Regions from separate parts of the Arabidopsis thaliana genome. Here region 1 is linked to region 2. Evidence: chromatin contacts called from public capture Hi-C data. All regions are on one chromosome and are shown on one strand. Each heading gives the region's core, a stretch centred on a gene start, on an enhancer-like site or on the middle of the called end of the contact. The rest is flanking DNA. Distances are from core to core; before and after follow the strand shown. Region 1 holds the start of AT5G35530 (Ribosomal protein S3 family protein). Region 2 holds the start of EGY1 (Peptidase M50 family protein).

What was found. Capture Hi-C pulls out chosen DNA fragments and counts their contacts.
Region 1: a contact with region 2 is called in a capture Hi-C map of seedling, with 2.2 times the contacts expected there. The contact joins the promoter of AT5G35530 here to the promoter of EGY1 in region 2. A contact is called at or near these places in 1 of 26 Hi-C or Micro-C datasets (root) and 1 of 3 other capture datasets (seedling).

Annotation. Positions count from the first base shown.
Region 1 is chr5:13,710,447-13,713,886 of TAIR10.1, forward strand. It overlaps AT5G35530 (Ribosomal protein S3 family protein), which reads right to left and starts at 1,842. Exons shown (of 6, transcript NM_122944.5): 1 at 1,717-1,842; 2 at 1,481-1,628; 3 at 1,220-1,391; 4 at 416-470; 5 at 210-341; 6 at 1-118. The coding sequence starts at 1,746. It also overlaps the pseudogene AT5G35535.
Region 2 is chr5:13,486,012-13,489,550 of TAIR10.1, forward strand. EGY1 (Peptidase M50 family protein) reads right to left here and starts at 1,583. Exons shown (of 10, transcript NM_122913.4): 1 at 1,200-1,583; 2 at 514-969; 3 at 285-425; 4 at 67-168. The coding sequence starts at 1,535.

The sequences.
Region 1 (3,440 bases), core at 592-3,091, 220 kb after region 2:
ATACATCATCTTCTTTCGGTGTATGGATGATCACAACATCAGGCAATGGTGTCATCGGTCCTTGTTTGCCCTTGGGGTCCCAGTCAAGCATGATCTTCACCTTGAGACCAAGCACACCCTGCACATGTGATTAACCAGATTCAGGTTACACAAGATCTCACTAGGTAGAATGTGATTCAAGAAACAGGTTTCCACTGTGAAGAACTGACCTGTCTAAGAAGAACATGCCTAACTGCAGCATCAATGTATTCCTTGGTTGGCTGACCTGAGGAAACCATGTAACCATCCTTGAACTTCATCGACTTAGCACGTGCAGCACGGAGTTTTCCACTCACAATGACCTGCATACATGATAAGAACCCTATAGAGGTATTCTGAAAGAAAGGTAACAGAAAACAAAGAGGTTTGCACTCACTTCGCATCCTTTAGCTCCACTCTCCATAACAAACCTTAAAACACCATAGCACGCCCTATACAACAAAATATCATGCAATATTAACATTCTGAGCATAAGAGATCAAAGCATAAAAGCCATATTTAGGAGAACAGTTCAAATTTAAAGTAACATAATAGAAAGCCTGATAGACTCGATGTGGGTATCTAGACAACTAAAAATCAAACCGAATGATAATCACGAGTGGAATAAAAGGATTTCTAATTACACTGATCTATAGACGCAGCTAACAACAAGTCCAACACTAATATAACTTCAGCGGCAAATCATGTTTACTAATACGCAACACTTGTTACACAGTTTGTTTAATCGAAGGATAGAATACAGACATTGGACCGATACATAGCTTAACTACATTAACACAAAGTCTACACGAACATACAAATAGCAAACTCTAATTTGTCCCATGCTTTAAGCCATGTAAAGAAAAATACAGAAAATCGATTCAGGATACTTCACTACATTAACAAAGTCTTAAACTGATTCAGGACACTTCACACAAACACTATTTTAACGCAGTTTGTTAATCATGCACAGATAGAAAACGACACTGGATCACCACCTAGATAAACTACATTAACACATAGTCTAAGTACCATTATCTCCTATTTGTTTCATCACCATTCTTTAAGCCAAAAACAGAAAGAGACATTAAACTAATTCAGGATACTTCACTACATTAACACACAGTCTTAAGCATCAATCTAACAAATCAACACCGGAATGATAGCTACAAAAGGATGCAGCAATAGAAACACGTCATACCTACGAACAGCAAGACCACCAAGAAGCTTGTAACGAAGAGACTCAGCCTGAGCAATAGCACAAAGACCTCTGTTAGCAACCTTCTCAGCATAAAGCTCAACACTGTCCTGAGGAAATTTGAATCTCTTTTGTACAAGAGATGTCAATTCCCTAATCCTCCTTCCCTTCTCACCTAAACCAAACAGAGAATCATCAAATTGATATCATAGAAACAAAAAAAGGTCGAATCAGAGCAAGGTTAACGAAAATGCACCAACATACCGAGAACGTTTTGAGTACGAGTGGCTCTAATGATGATCTCAGTACGCATAGGAGTGACGCGAACCTCAACACCAGAGTAACCATCCTCAGCAAGCTCTCTGGTTAGAACCTCATTGAGTTCAGCGTAAAACACACCATCGGCTACGAACTACAAAATTCAAAACTTTTTTTGTGTTAAGCTTAGAATACGATACATTGGTAGAGAGATAGAGACAGGGGAGGGCAAAAGATATCACCTTTCTCTTCTTGCTGATCTGGGTCGCCATGATTGTTTGCAAAGCTTGAGGAGGCTAGAGACAAAAACCCTAGATTCGGAGAAGAGAGTGCGTTAGGAGTGAAATGATAAAATTGTGTGGTTAAATAAAGTTAAGAGCAAGGCCCGGCCTTTTAAGGCCCATTTCTATTGACAAGCCACAATATAAAGGGACTGAAAATAAAACCATTTCACCCGTATTAAAATTAGTGACAGTGAGAATTGAATTTAGCTATCCCGATCACGTCTCATATCTATAATTTCCGTTCCTTGTGTTAGCAAGAGTAGTTTAGATAGTATTTTTCTGTTCAAAAAAAAAAAAAAAAAAAGATAGTATTTTCATTTTCCAAATTACGATGATGTTATTGGTTCGTGATTTTGAAAGAGTTTTTAGTGAATTTTAAAAAGTATTAGACGGTACATGTGCTACGCACAATATTCATGCTTTAATTAGTTTATCAGTTTCACTTCTTTATATATATTACGAATTTCAGGTATTTTATTTGTCTATAAATGTTTATTTGTATAATTTATAAATTTTAAGAGTTTCAAAATTTATTATTGGTATCATTTGAACATGGATACTATTATAATTATATATTTAATATATATAGTTGTATAGATAGTATGTCAAGGTTTAGTATATTTTATTAACATGTAAATTAATTATCAAATTTGACAAATTAATAAGACAAACATAAATTTTATCAAAATCAGAATTATAGAAGAAAAACTTAAAAGAATTATTAATAAAAACTTAAATTTAAATTCAATTAAGTTAACTAACAAAAATTAATTTCAACAAAAATGTAATTAATTTTATTTTTAAATATTTAAACAGATTTTTATATTTTAATTATCAAACATAATAGATGGTCTAATTAAATGTTTTAACAGTTATTTAAATAAATTTAGAATATTCAAACCAATTCGAATTCAAACACATTAATTTGATATTTATAATATCATATATATAAAATAAAGCAGATTTGTTATATTTAATTAGGAAATGTTTTTTAAATTATCTTATTGGATTAGTAGTATTTAAACATATAATGAGTTTTCATTTAAAGATGCTCCCAAGCGACTTTTCCGAAACGGTTTTCGCTAGCTACTTCGGAACCCTAGATCTCCTTCTGCCGGCGATCTAATCCTCCTTTCCGGCGACTACCTTCCCCCTCAGTTCCGCCTCCTCGCCTCTACCCCCATCTTGTAGTCTCCTTTGCTTACCGAAGGCTCCTCAGATCTGACGAGTTTCCAGATCTCCTCGCCTTTTCCCGATGTCTCGTCGTTACTCTCCTAGCGATCGCAGATCCACCCTGGATCCCCCTTTCCGGCCTCCTCGCCCTCCGAGAGTTAAAGTCCCGGCTTTTGACAACTCTGAGTTGTTGCGCAGACATGCCCTCACGGCCATCGGCAGACTTACCAATCCGGCGGAACAAGACGTCTGGGCAGTACTGCCTTTCCTAGCCGACCACTGGAAGTTTTCCACCCGACCTACTGGAGCAGATCTTGGGAATGGGTTATTCCAATTCCAATTCGCGACTGAGCAAGACCTTGCTAGAGCCCTAAAGTATCAACCCTACCATTTTTCGCAATGGATGATAATTTTCCAACGTTGGGAGCCGACGATTGATAAGGATTTCCCTTCCCAGATCCCTTTCTGGATCAATGTTCAAGGTGTGTCGATTCATCTTTGGTCTGAAG
Region 2 (3,539 bases), core at 333-2,832:
TGACTTACCTAGAGTTCAACAGGAGATAAGTCCCATAAACTTAAAAGAAATGAGTAGGATTATTACCTGTGTGATTGCCCCAAAGCTGCCGAGTGTAATGTTTGGAATGAAGTATGGAATGCTAAGCTTAACTTTCTTTGGAACTGCAGCAAGAAAGTGCCCTAATTCCTGCAAATAAACAAGTCTAAACGAATTACTGAAAGTTTATCATTCTACCAAGGAACATGTCTGCAACATCATAAAAAGAAAAGCATTACGATAGAGACACATAAGTTTTTACTTACATGAAACAAAAGAATTCCCAATACACCATAAGCTAAAGGCAATGCAGCATCTACAAATGGATACAGCAGCTCCATATCAGGTGGTTCAACAGCATTTGGATCGGTGAAATACTTTACCACCTCAGGAGGTAAGCGGTTAATCTGTTAAATCAAGTAACTTCCATTATTGCATTAAAGAATAACAGATCAACGACATCATGATGTTCGTGCTTTAGCGAAAAACATGTACCTGAGAAGCAATTCCTAACTCCACAGAGGAACCAATAGTCAAAAGAAACAATATTAAAGCAATCACATACTGCCAGAGTGTAGTTGGTCCAGGCTCCGAAACTTCTTTACGAAGCAAACCAAAGCTAACACGAGCACCACCGCGAGGATCAGGTCCTTCTGAGTTAGGCTCCTCAATCATGAATAAATTATATTTATCACTAGCAACTTCAACTAGTTTTCTCTGAAGTTTTGCAAAAACATCTTCTTTCTTTCCTCTCAAGTTCCCAAGAAAGAGAATTCCTTCCCCAAGGTCCCCAAATGGCTCTTCTTTCGTCACCCAAAATGTCGAATAACCGAAAAGTTTGTCCTTTATTAACTTGACATCTGCAGGATCTACTTTCTCTGGTCCAAGAAGCTCCATTAGCTTAAACGAATCTATTTGGAAGCTACTATATGTTGGATCAATAGTTGATGGCTGAGGAAAAAGACACAAACTTGTACTCTTAGTAACACAGTGTTTAAGAGATTGATACTAATAACCAAAATACAACCTACGAAATCGAGCAATTTCATAAAATGTGTTACAGTCCCTTCCTTGAACTCAACGTTTTCAATTTTCCATTAAAAAGATTTGCTTTTGATTTTGGTAACCACCAAACAGGACAAAACAGAACATAAGTCAGAGATAATTGTGTGTGTGTGTACCATTGAAGTCTTGTCGGAACCGAACTCGTTGCTGCTGCTAGTAGTAGAGCTACTCTTACTTGTCTCTTCATCTTCTTCTTCAAACGTTGCCGTTTTAACAACCGAAGACTTGTGGGTTTCTCCGTTTTCTCCGATACTGTCGTCTCTGTTACTGTTTTCGTCATTGCCTAAACACTTTGCAATCCTAAATCTATGAGAATCCTCTGTAGAAGAGAAACAGAGTCTCTTTTGCCATTTGGGCAGAGTTGTAATTGTTGTCTTAATGTTTTCCCGGTGAAATGATCGGAATCTAATGTTAACGGCAGCGGCAAAAGCGACGCTGGTGAGAGTCCCCATTGGAGTGGAGAGAGAGAGAGAGATAAGGGAAACGTTTATGTGGGAGCGCTTTAAAGATTGGATTATCTTCTACCGGTTTTGTACCGGTTTCATTGGCCATTTTGATTTCGGTTTACTATCTTTGGCTTCAAATATCGGTTTATCTTTACCGGTTTCATACAATTGACACATATATTCCACGATATCGATACCGGTCTATTGAATCATCAATCACCTCAAATAAATGGTTAAGTGATTTAGTTCGAATCGGTTGAATGACGAAGGATAAGTCATGAGTCATGACTAAGTGAAATAATCAAGAAACTTAGCCAAGCGAGGATGGATGGTCAAGTGGTTAAGTCATAAAGGGAATGTTTTATGTATGATCAGACTGTCATGTTGGTTTTGGACTTTCTTTTAAGAGCTGTACGTAAAGATTCGTGCACAGACCATACCGGTTAGGGTATAAGATGAAAAAGTATATTGTAGGCAAAATCTCCATTTATTTGATGAAAAAGTAATTTGTTCAAGTATCCAGTATTTGAGGTCTACATCGAGTTATCTTTACCGGTTTCATACAATTTATTTGAGGTTAAAATCTCACTTTGAGAAATTGTTCAAGTATCCAGTACTTTAATAAGATGAAAAAGTATATTGTAGGCAAAAATATCTTGATTTTTAGCAATGTAGCATTACTACATATTTCTTTGGAAAAAAAACTATCTTTTTCTAGCATAGATTTCTTCATATGTGGTATGGTTTACTTTTATTATAAATAAAAAAATCGGAATATTCGATATTTATCTTTGTATATACACAAATACAACTATATTTTAAAGGTTTTAACTATACGGTTTGAAACTGTTACTGTTAATTAAAAGTTACAGTAAGTATATCTTTTTAATCCTACTAATCTATTTTACAGTTACGGTTTAGAAACGGTTCGGTTACGATCCTAAATAGTGATTTTGATGATGCCTAAAAAACATGTTTGGTTCTTTGTTTTCAATAAGCCGGGACTTGTTTGGTTTAATTATATTTAGCTTTCTTTAATTCTTAACCGGAATTTAGTTTTGTTTTCAATTAGCCGGGACTTGTTTTATTAATTAATTCTATTTATTTATTAATTTCAGATTTATTAAAGAGTAAATTTGGAAAAATGCCCTATTTTTGAGTTTTCATTTGAAAAATACCTTCTCTTTTTTTTCTTTTTAAACAATTAATTTTTAATATACAAAATTACTAAAATAGTCTCATTAAAATTTAAGAATAACTGAAAAACGTTTTTAACTTAAAACAGAAAAAAAAATCATAAATTAAAATTTGATGTATTTAATAATTTTAAGAATAATTATTATCTTAAATATTTTTAAACAAAATTTTGTCTAAAAAGTAAAAAATAAACTTTACTAAGTGATACTTTTTAAATATTTAAAAATATTATTTTATTAAATTTTAATAAATAAATTTTTTATCTCAGAAATAGTTGAAAAAATATTTAAGAAGTCAAATTTAATTCTTATCTTAAATAGTTTTAAACAAAATTTTGTCCAAAAAAGCAAATAAGTTTTATTAAATGATAGACTTCAGAATATTTTTCGACACTATTTTGGTTAAATTTTTAAATATCTAAAATAAATAAATCTTTATCTCAAAAAATAGTTGAAAACATAATTATGAATTCAAATTTATTTTATTTTAATTTTTTTCTTCTAAATTTCGAATTTTGTTTTAATTTATTAAGAAAATAGCTTTTATTTTAAATCTGGATAAAATTGTCATCTAACATATTAAAAATTACAATTTATTTTATTAAAAATAGAGAGAGATGTATTTTTCAAATGAAAACTCAAAAGCAGGGTAGTTTTCATAATCTCTCTTTATTCAATATGGATTAACTAATAATTAATTGTTTAAATACGACTAAGAAATGGGTTAAAATTAAGGATTTGATCTCTTTAAACCGTAAATCGGAAATTGTTGTCTTGTTAACTGATGTTAGAATCTAGTGGAATATTATAAAGC